Regions from separate parts of the Triticum aestivum genome. Here region 2 is linked to region 1. A link is a contact called in public Hi-C data. All regions are on one chromosome and are shown on one strand. Each heading gives the region's core, a stretch centred on a gene start, on an enhancer-like site or on the middle of the called end of the contact. The rest is flanking DNA. Distances are from core to core; before and after follow the strand shown.

What was found. Hi-C and Micro-C count contacts between places; a contact is called where the count stands out from the background.
Region 2: a contact with region 1 is called in a Hi-C map of leaf, with 7 times the contacts expected there. The contact joins the promoter of LOC123103047 here to the promoter of LOC543200 in region 1. A contact is called at or near these places in 2 of 5 Hi-C or Micro-C datasets (both in leaf) and 1 of 1 datasets of contacts at active chromatin or transcription factors (leaf).

The regions. Positions count from the first base shown.
Region 1 is chr5A:302,161,890-302,167,708 of IWGSC CS RefSeq v2.1, forward strand. LOC543200 (stem-specific protein TSJT1) reads right to left here and starts at 3,185. Exons shown (of 4, transcript XM_044524536.1): 1 at 2,878-3,185; 2 at 698-938; 3 at 381-611; 4 at 1-268. The coding sequence starts at 3,080. The coding sequence ends at 233.
Region 2 is chr5A:302,896,158-302,901,976 of IWGSC CS RefSeq v2.1, forward strand. It overlaps LOC123103047 (cation/calcium exchanger 5), which reads right to left and starts at 2,911. Exons shown (of 2, transcript XM_044524537.1): 1 at 2,009-2,911. The coding sequence starts at 2,719.

The DNA of each region.
Region 1 (5,819 bases), core at 1,935-4,434:
AAGCTTATTTGCTACTGCATTAATTGTTACATCCAACTGAAGACGGCCGGTCTTGAATCCACTGCGAGAATTTGAACAGCTAGAGATACAGATGATCAGATACACAACCGAACAGTTCACATAAGATCACAAGAGAGTAGCACACGCGCCTTGTTGCATTATATTACACCACCACCATCTACACACGAACGGCGTTGCCTGCTTTGCCCAGCGACGGAGACGGGAGAATCTCCTACTGAAGTGCCGCGACAACGGTAGATCCTTCCACCTGCACAACGAATAAGTTCAGATAGGTTAATTTAGCCCAAGTCTTCTTTTCCTCGTGACTATTATTCCTTCCAAGCTACATTAATAAGAATCATCAAAGTGCCACATCTTACCATGAAGGTTGCACCACATATTTCCTCCTCATCTGCAGGCACAGCGGTGACCTTGTTCTTGGGATTCTCGTACGACTTGAGGCCTCCAAGAGCGTTCCAGTAGAAGCAACCTTGCGGGAAAGGCGCCAGTGACTTGCCGCAAGATCCTTTCAGCAGGTCGATGTCGTCGGAGAAGGCGACGCAGCCGTCGGCCGTGATTCCCCAGAAGAGCGGCACCTTGCCCTCCGGGTCCTGATCGATCAACACCAACAAAATTAGCAAGAAAGCACGGTGACTATAAACCTCCCCGCTGGAAATTTAGACTTGATCGAGCTTACGGATGCGACGAGGAGGGAGGAGGTGGACTTGTCGAAGAGCACGAAGGCGTAGCTGCCGGTGAGCTGGGAGAGCATGAAGCTGGCGGGGTAGGGGGCCCTGTCCCTCAGCGTCTTGTAGGCCTCGATCACGAGGAGCACCTCGTTGCCGCCCTTGGAGAGGCCGTACTGCTGGCTCAGCCGCCCCAAGTTGTCCAGGACTCCCTCGAACAGGCAGAAGATCTCATCCTTTGCAGCGAAAGACCTGGATCCACAAACAAAATGCTTGTTAATTTTTAGTACTACTATACATGCTCCATTCTCAGTGAGTAAAAGCATCCTGAATTTAATTATTTTTGCAGGGAGCAGATGGTCTAACTCTTCTTGCAAACAAAAAATACTCCTAATAATAGATGGTCTAACTCATCACAAGCACATGTCCGTTGAGAATGCAAAATTAGGTAAAGCATCAACGACTTAGTACAAAGAACACAAAGAACACCCAAAACTTGTTTCAGAAAGGTGTAGAAATTCCTTGGATGCTACTCCTTTAGTGCATCTGCCTAGTACAGGATAAGATAAGATCAAAGGACAGCCAGGCCCTACAAATGATAGCAGCGAGTAGACGAAAGAGACCGCCGTATGGGCCACAGGGTCCAGCTTCCCTTTGTTTCTTCTGCTCTCTGTGGGAATCTAAACCGGGTGGAAAATTTCCTTTTTCTGTGGAAATTTTCCTAGTAATAGCAACTGACTGCCAAAAACACTACTGCTCCCTCAACGGCTCAACCAATAACCAAAACAAATACTCTACTAACTAGCATAACACAACCACAAGGATCTTTGCTCTAGTAGCACCCGTTTAAATTCAAGTTTGCTCAAATGTTGTCACTGTCACAGTCTGATGGTTTATTCATCCATAAGCTCGTCACGTCAACAACAACGATAGTATTACCAATAGTAGATCACTGGCTTGTGCCCTTTTTTTTCTTATTAAACGATAATTACTATCCTGCCGAACCTTTGTTCGCCGCCTAACGAAGAATACTAGGCCCGTTTGTTGTCAAGTCAAATTAATGGACACCACGCCTTTGGAAGGTGGCACGATGTTGACCTGCAAGTTGCCAAAGATGTGGTGGCGTTTTTTCGTCTGCATACGTGACAGTTTCTATGCCAACATAGCAATCGACGTCTTTTTGTTTTTGATTGATTTTTTCTTTACACTGCCACCTACCATTACACGTAGGGTAGATGAACAAAACTGAAAAATATCCCGGGCCCCAACTGGGAGGCAGGAATTTCATGTTGAGAAAAGGGTCAATTGCCCCAAGATCCGTGATATCCGAGTAAAAAGAAATTGTGTATTCCAAACGCGGCCAGAAACTACTCCCTCCATCCCATAATATAAAAAGCATAGTGTCAAAAAATGCACTTATATGGGACGGAGGGAGTAATTTTTTTGTGGCGAGCAATATTCATCAACGTATAACTCTCTGTCGCGATCACGAGGCGCGAACTAGGCCAGTGAGATACCACTACAAGCGATAAACTAGGAAACTAAGTTTTTTTTGAGGGGAAACTAGGAAACTAGGTTGGCGGCTAGGACCATCACCTAATGGAATGGACTGCGAAGGTTGCATTATTGCTTGCTTTAGTCTTCGGAAAGCAACACCGCCCTTCTAATAAGGACAGGAAATTGTCGGATTATTGATATCACAACGAGACGCGTCCCATATGGAAATTATTATCGGAAACCACGGTGCTTATTAGCTACTCCCTCTGTTACAACCAATACATACTGCCGTGTGAGGTGGTGTGATATGATTGTGACTAGTAGAGCCCACCTTATCATCTAGGCGGGCGCTAAAAGTCATCCGCAGCATGCGAGAGACATGGCAGGTGTATGTGGCGGTAACGTTTTTGACACTGTACCGTAGCACCTGGACCGTGGCTACCTGCTAACCTCACCATCACGAAGCTTCATCACTAACTACAGAACAAAAGCAGAGCAAGTGGCTCTGTTTCTAAGGAAAAGTGGAACAAACGATCTATACGATCAATCAACCGTCCGTTTCGCTCGATAAAAGATCTATATGCATGCACAGAGATCAATCGATCTCGAATCCATGGATCCTGCGAGTATTCAAGGAAGAGAAGCTTGCTCTCTCCGAGTAGATTAAGCCGCAAAGACGGTGTATTGTTATTACCTTGGGAGGAGGAGGGACTGGTTGGCGTGGGAGTAGGCGAGGTTGCCCAGCGATCCCAGCTCCACGGACACGGCGGGCTCGGCGCCGGCGAGGAAGCGCTTCACCAGCTCCGACGCCCGCGTCTTGGGCGACGGCGTCCGGCTCCCGGCCGCCACCAGCTCCGCCGGCACCTCCACCACCTCGCCGCTGAACACCCCCAACATCTTGGCTCAAGCAAACTACACCTAGCTAGCTAGGTAAGGTATTACAGGGTCAGTTGCTGATTGTGGCCTTCCTCAGTCCTTGGATAGTTGGACGGGTGAAAGGGAGGAGGGGGAGGCGCTGGTTATATAGGCCCGGGAGAGTGGCAGAACCCAGGCGCAGGGCCCCTGGTTTGCTTAACCACCTGGGGCCCACACAGCGTACGTATCTTTCCTTGTGTGCTTAATTTAATTTTACGGTAAACCGTGGCCGGACTTCCTTTTGGTTAAGCTTACTGCGGACGCATCTCGTGCACATGGAGGTGTCATGCGTCGACGCCCTCTTTCTGCCGGCACGTACTGCTCTACTAATCGTGTCTTACCGTCTAACCCGCACGAGTTCGCGTACGAGAGTGCACATATTGGACACGAAGGCAGATTTTCCTGAAGCAAAGTTGGAACTTTGGTGCTGCCGTGGGGAATATAGAAACGATGGGCTGCAAGTTTATATCATTTTTTCTGCAGCAAAGGTGCGCTCTCGTGTGGACAACCCCGGGGCAGCCCGCATCGAGGAGAAGAAACGGACGGGAGGGACCTCGTCCTGGCGAGCATTATCTGCGGGTTCGGCCAAAACCCGGAGGCGTGTGCCAGCGTGTGCGGTGCGGGTGAGGAGGGGCCGAGGGGGTGACGGATGAAGCCGTGCGCGGGTGGATGGCGACGGGCGATGGGGGTGCCTCCTTTGCTTCCGTCGCGTTGCGTGGCCGTGAGGTATCGTGTGGGTGACGCGCGTGGTTTTCGTTGGCATGCGGAAACGCACCTCGACCGCCGACCCTCAAATCGATAGTATCCGTCCGGATGTAGCTATCTGAACTCGGGAAGACATCCAACACTGACTTTCATCCGTCCGCATAGCAGTCCGGGCCATGATATTCCCGTGAATCAAAACTAAACGTGGGACTTTGCAGTAGTCGGAAGACGAGACACGTCAGACGATTGGCCCACCCCAAGAAGCGGAGCCCCACGCCTTTGTAGCTGCGCGCATTATTTTTGTGCCAAAAGCCTCCCTCTCTTCTTTCATCCCGCTGCTCTCCATCCAATTCCCGCCTTTTTATCCCACTCTCATCTTCCAAACCACCGTCGACCCATGAAACCGAAGGGAATCTGCCGGAAAGGTGGTTGCATTGGAGGATCCGACCATCACGCTTGCCCGAAAGATCAACTCGGCAACGTGGCAAAAACGTCGCATCAAAGTGAAGACCGCAAAGGAGGAAGTGCTCAAGAAGCAGAATGCCGGCGGAGGGCATGTTGGTGGCGTATGTGGCGGTGATCATGCCGGTTGCGGACACGGTGGAGGTCGCGGCCTGGGTCGTGCTGGTCCGATGGTGGCCCCCACCATACAGACACCGCCATGGCCAAAGCATTACAAGGCTCCGTACTTCTACACCGCCAACCAGCTTGGTAGGTAGTCCACAACAACCGCCTCCGGGCAAGTGCCTTACATCATCGACGTAAGTGCGGTGTTGCTGCTCTTCTTGGAGTATTCTTCGCCGCTGCTCGGCTAGGCATGGGTGGGGAGTAGATGGGTGACCGCACGTTGTTCGATGCTATGCCTTAAGCGGGGATGAAGGCGTACGATGACAGGGGGGAGACAGATGTTCGACATCATCCACGATAGAGGCAGAGGAGGATGTGGCTATGAGGAAGGGCAAGTGGGAGACTCAAATCCCACCAAGTCCGGCAACTACACCCATACGCAATAGGGCTACACTTGAAGGAAATATGCCCTAGACGCAATAATAAAGTTGTTATTTTATATCTCCTTATTCATGATAAATGTTTATTATTCATGCTAGAATTGTATTGTTCGGAAACCTTAATACATGTGTGAATACATAGGCAAACACTATATCCCTAGTGAGCCTCTACTTGACTAGCTCGTTGATCAAAGATGGTTAAGGTTTCCTAACCATGGACATGAGTTGTCATTTGATAATGGGATCACATCATTAGGAGAATGATGTGATGGACAAGACCCATCTGTTAGCTTAGCATATTGATCATTCAGTTTTATTGCTATTGCTTTCTTCATGTCAAATACATATTCCTTCGACTATGAGATGACGCAACTCCCGGATATCGGAGAAATACCTTGTGTGCTATCAAACGTCACAACGTAACTGGGTGATTATAAAGATGCTCTACAGATATCTCTGAAGGTGTTTGTTGGGTTGGCATAGATCGAGATTAGGATTTGCCACTTCGAGTATCGGAGAGGTATCTCTGGGCCCTCTCGGTAATGCACATCATAAGAAGCCTTGCAAGCAAAATGACTAATGAGTTAGTTACAGGATGATGTACGAGTAAAGAGACTTGCTGGTAACGATATTGAGCTAGGTATGAAGATACCAACGATCGAATCTCAGACAAGTAACATACCGATGGACAAAGGGAATAACGTATGTTGTCATAACGGTTCGACCGATAAAGATCTTCGTAGAATATGTAGGAGCCAATATGAGCATCTAGGTTCCGCTACTAGTTATTGACCAGAGAGGTGTCTCAGTCATGTCTACATAGTTCCTGAACCCATAGGGTCCGCACGCTTAACATTCGATGACGATACAGTATTATATGAGTTATGTGATTTGGTGACTGAATGCTGTTCGGAGTCCCGAATGAGATCACGGACATGACGAGGAGTCTCGAAATGGCCGAGAGGTAAAGATTGCTATATAGAACAATGGTATTCGGACACCGGAAGTG
Region 2 (5,819 bases), core at 1,661-4,160, 730 kb after region 1:
TGAAAGGCTTATCCACAATTAAGCATATAAAATGTTTAAGATATTGAAATATGTACAAGATTGTAAACTGTTTGAGACTGTGCGGCGTCAAATGTTAAGAATGAGGAAATGGAAGCATACACTGAAACTTGTACCAGTGGTCATGTTACTAAACAGTTGAGTATACATGTGCAGCTGGATTGTAGAAAAGCTGCAACACGCATGCAACCTTTAGCCATTACTCCATGTGAAAATGGCATCAACCGCATGTTCTTAATTATTAACGGGGATGAGATGCCTGTATGAGAAGGACTTGATAGCTTTAAGTCAAACCATTTAGGCGTCACTAGGTTTTCACCTGGTCCCTCATATTTGGTCACTTTATCATCTTTCCTATGTATATAGCAGGCTTCACTGCTAAAATGTATCCTTTGGTTATATGGGTTCTAACTAGAACTTACTTAAGACAGAAGAAGAAACAAGTTCTTCTGCTAGCGGCTGACCAAGCACAACAAAGCCAGTGTCAGTGTGGTATTCCATGAAGATATACAGGTATATATTCTAGCATAGGCCACAATAGCTTCTGAAACTCGTATTACTGAATAACTCAGTGGTTGCCACCTATCTGAGTGTTCTCCATCGTATATTAATTTTAGACTTTGTGGTCCCGTTATCATCTTCTTTAGATATTAATCGATCATCATGGCATATGTTCACCATCCAATTAGTTCATGCTGTATGCAACCAGATCCTTTGCCCAGTTGAGCAAGGAAAATTTAGCCTTGCTAAAGCTATCTTAGGTTGCAAACTGATTGGTAAGAGTTAAAAGTGTTCGCTACCTAGGCTAAGAAAACCCCAGGCAATGGTCATAGAACAAATTCGGTTATCTCTCATTGCAGTGGAAAAATGAAGATTATAATTCACCAATATGCTTTAACTTTTACTGTCTGTTCACTTGTGTATGATTTCATTGAAATGAATAAAATCTAGTCTTCTCAAACGAAAAGATACAGAAAAGACGTTAACACAGTGCCCATCTTACGCTCCAAACAAAACCCTAATCTGCCCATGCAACAGTTACCCTTCACAACTATAGATATGAATCAGAAATGTCCAAACAGCCAGGACAGATTGTTGGAATAGTTCGTCCGCTGCAGCTGCAGCCATTATTGGCAAAGTTAACTTTGGTCATGCCACAGGTGCATGGCTAGGTAAGGTGCTTGGATTTGTACAGTTTTAGGAGTATATTCTTTATGTAATGAACGCAATGTTTTGAACTTAGCAGTAAATAACTAAGCAGCTACAGGAAAGAGTGAAAGAAAGTGGGTATGTGATTATCATGCTTACTTTGGTAACTTCACCAACTTTGCAAATGTAATGGACTGGATATGATAGACTTACTGCCTTTATATATAAAAAAATAAGTACAATGCAACACTCCAAAATACACAAGTGAATCAACTAAGTCACTGCAGGAAAGAGTGAAGAAAATGAGTAAGTGATGAGCATCCTTATTTTTATCACTTCAGCAACCTTTCATGCAAGGGATTATGTGCTAGACTTGCTGATCCTATCAATATTACAAAAATCAAATAGAATGCAACATCCTAAACTACAAGTGAACTACTCCCTCTGTCCCAAAATATAAGAACGTTTTTGATACTATCATAGTGTCAAAAACGTTCTTATATTTTGGGACAGAGGGAGTACATGCTATAATATGAATACTTTTCTGGCCAACTAGCAGATTAAATACTTTTCTAAGTGCTTAATATTCTTTCTTCTTGAGAATCTCAGTTCAGAACAAACGCTTAAGGTAATCCATCAAAAGGATAAAGTCAACTCACCCCACTGACAACAGCTGCAAATAAACAAACCAAGTATTCAACAGTTTAAATGAGTATTTTCTTGTCGAAGACACTGCTACCAAAGAGACCAATTGCCTAGAATTGCTGAAATGCTGTCTCAGTCTACTCAAATTTCAGGACATATTCAATAGAAGAATAAACTATTGCTTCGTTCATAGTACCTTGGTGAGCACCGTCCACAAACTAGCTTTGCGTTGCTTCTGATGCTCCACTGAGACTGGCAAGTCCATCGCCCCGCGGCTCATGCCATTCGCTATCTCCGGCTCGGCAGAGCTGACTGCCTTTCCCGCCGCGCCCAAATCCATATAAAACACTAAGCCGACGAAGAAGACATAGAAGAGCACGAGCCCGACGGCCTGCCACAGGAATATCTCAGCGCTGAGGTAGATGTAGAAAAGCGCCGACGCGGCGACGAGGTATAAGAAGACGTCGCGCGTGAATGAAGCCGGCGGGACAGCGAAGGGCGCGGCGATAAGGGAGACGGCGCCGACGACGAACGCGGACACGAAGGCGCCCGCGGAGAGGATGGCAGCCAGCCCGGCCCGGGGCAGCCCGCCCTCGCCGCGTAGCGCGGCGGCGGAAGCGAACGCATCTGGGGCGCCGTTTCCGAGCGCGAGGAGCGTAACGGCGGCCATGGAAGGGGAGAGGCGGAGGCGGGACGCGAGGCGGGAGACGGCGGGGGAGAAGTGGGCCCCCGCGGCCACGGCGAGGAAGCGGAAGTGGAGGAGGAGGAGGAGCGCGAGGACGGGGAGGGAGAGGCGGCGGTCGGCTCGCAGGAGGCAGGAGTGGACGGCTGCGTAGTTGAGGAGTCCCGGGGCGGGGTCGGCTCTGACGGAGGCGCAGGCGGCGGCGGTGTATGGGAGGGAGGCCATGCCATGCGCTAGCTGCCGATGCTCCCGCGCGGCGGTGGTGAAGTAATGGCTGGCGCAAGGAAGGGAGGTGGGGGATTTCGGTGGAGATGGCCGACAGTGAGTGGGATCGGCACGGACGCCGACGCCCGACGCGTTGGGCGAATCCCACCACCAGCACCAAGGCAGGCGGAGTGGCCGATGCCGAACTTAGTGGTGGTGGGTCCCGTTCCGCGGAGAACGTGGAAATGCAGCACGCGTGGACGAGCGGACTGGCCCACGATGGGGTTATATGCAAGGCGGGCCGTTGTATGTTTATATGGTCCAAACTCCAAAGAATGCAATTTGTTGCCCAATTTCTATTTAGCGCTTAAGGCACCACCTGCCAAGAGCATCTCCAACAGACGCGCTACATAAGGCGCGTGCTGAAAAAGATTTCTATATAGCGCGTGCGTGATTAAAAATAACGCTTCAGCAGAAGCTGTAAAATAAAGCACGCACAAAAACGAAGCTGCAAATTTAGTGCACGCGGGCAGCGTAGCTACAAATTTGGGGCGCCGGCTTGAGCGCGCGGGCAGCTGCGTGTGGGTCCGCCAGGTTGGGCGCTGTGGTTTTGTGCGTCTGGTAAACCTCCCGCGCGCAAAAGCGCTATTTCGGGGTTGTATACTTTTTTTAGCGCGTCGCGCTAGCCCGCGTCTGTTGGAGATGCTCTAAATTCTCTCAAAAAAAGGCGCCACCTATAAAATTGCTCTTCGGTGCTTTTGAAGGAAATATGCCCTAGAGGCAATAATAAAGTTATTATTTATTTCCTTATATCATGATAAATGTTTATTATTCATGCTAGAGTTATATTAACCGGAAACATAATACATGTGTGAATATATAGACAAACAGAGTGTCACTAGTATGCCTCTACTTAACTAGCTCGTTGATCAAAGATGGTTATGTTTCCTAACCATAGACATTAGTTGTCATTTGATTAACGGGATCACATTATTAGGAGAATGATGTGACTGACATGACTCATTCCGTTAGCTTAGCACACGATCGTTTAGTATGTTGCTATTGCTTTCTTCATGATTTATACATGTTCCTATGACTATGAGATCATGCAACTCCCGTTTACCGAAGGAACACTTTGTGTGCTACCAAACGTCACAACGTAACTGGGTGATTATAAAGGTGCTCTACAGGTGTCTCCGAAGGTACTTGTTGGGTTGGCGTATTTCGAGATTAGGATTTGTCACTCCGATTGTCGGAGAGGTATCTCTGGGCCCTCTCGGTAATGCACATCACATAAGCCTTGCAAGCATTGCAACTAATGAGTTAGTTGTGAGATGATGTATTACGGAACGAGTAAAGAGACTTGTCGGTAACGAGATTGAACTAGGTATTGGAATACCGACGATCGAATCTCGGGAAAGTAACATACCGATGACAAAGGGAACAACGTATGTTGTTATGCGGTTTGACCGATAAAGATCTTCGTAGAATATGTAGGAGCCAATATGAGCATCCAGATTTCGCTATTGGTTATTGACCGGAGACGTGTCTCGGTCATGTCTACATAGTTCTCGAACCCGTAGGGTCCGCACGCTTAAAGTTCGGTGATAATCGTAATTAGGGTTTTTGTGTTTTGATGTACCGAAGGTTGTTCGGAGTTCCGGATGTGATCACGGACATGACGAGGAGTCTCAAAATGGTCGAAACATAAAGATTAATATATTGGAAGCCTATATTTGGATATCGGAATCGTTCCGGGTGAAATCGGGATTTTACCAGAGTACCGGGGGGTTACCGGAACCCCCCGAGGGTTAATGGGCCTACATGGGCCCTAAGGGAGAAGAGGAGGGCCGGCCAGGGCAGGCCGCGTGCCCCCTCCCCCCTAGTCCGAATAGGACAAGGAAGGGGCGTGGCGCCCCCCTTTCCTCTTTCCCCCTTCCCCTTTCCTTCTCCAACAAGGCAAGAGGGGGGAGTCCTACTCCCGGTGGGAGTAGGACTCCTCCAGGCGCACCCCAAGGGGCCGGCCGCACCTCCCCCCTCCCTCCTTTATATACGGGGGCAGTGGGTACCCCATGACACACAAGTTGATCTTCGTGATCGTTCCTTAGCCGTGTGCGGTGCCCCCTTCCACCATATTCCACCTCGGTCATATCGTAGCGGTGCTTAGGCAAAGCCCTGCGTCGGTATAACATCATCACCGTCATCACGTCATCGTGCTGACAAAACTCTCCCTCAACAGTGTGCGGTGCGGTGCGGTGCCCCCTTCAGGGGGGAGTTCACTGATCTAGGGGGCCCTAGGTGACGCGTGCATGGCGAAACCACCTCTTCTGGGTGGCGGCGGCAAGGAGGTTACACAGAAGATGTGTAAGTGCATCTAGTGCCACCCCTAGTTGGTTTTGGAGTATTGACGATAAACCTGGTTAAGGGACTAATGTGTTTGTGAGAATTGCAGGACAACACAGGTAGTAGTCCCTCACTGATTCAGTTTACCTACCGGAGATGACCCCTAAAAATGTATGAAGACATGGAAGACAAAGGTGGTATATGAAGGTATTCACATTGAAGACTATGACAAGAGAAGACATTGTGTGAAGACTATGGAGCGCGAAGACTTAGTTGTTTCGTTGTTTCGTTTTCTTCTTTGTTGAGTCATAGAAACCACCGTACTATTATGTGGGGTCCAAGTGAACCAGTCAGAATGACTAAAGTGATGCTTAACCCAAATCCTATGTCTTCAAGCGAAGACAATGAGAGCAAATCTTATCCAGAGCTGGATAAGTCAGCTTTGCTTGTAGCTCAAGTAAAGTTGTCGTGTGTGTTTGAAATCTGACCGTTGGAACACGTGTCAGTTCCTTAGTGACCCAAGGTCATTTCGGACAAATCAGGTCGGGTTGCCTAGTGGCTATAAATAGCCCACCCCCTACACCATAAATTGGCTGGCTGCTCAGAGTTAGTGCACGACTTTTGTCGTTTGAGAGCAACCCACCTTGAAGCCTTTGAGAGAGAAATCCTTGCGAGGACAAAGCCCTAAACACACAGAGCCAAAGAGTGTTAGGCATCACTGAAGTCTTCCTGTCTATGTAATCTAAAGACTTATTACACTTAAGGACTGTGGATCCTC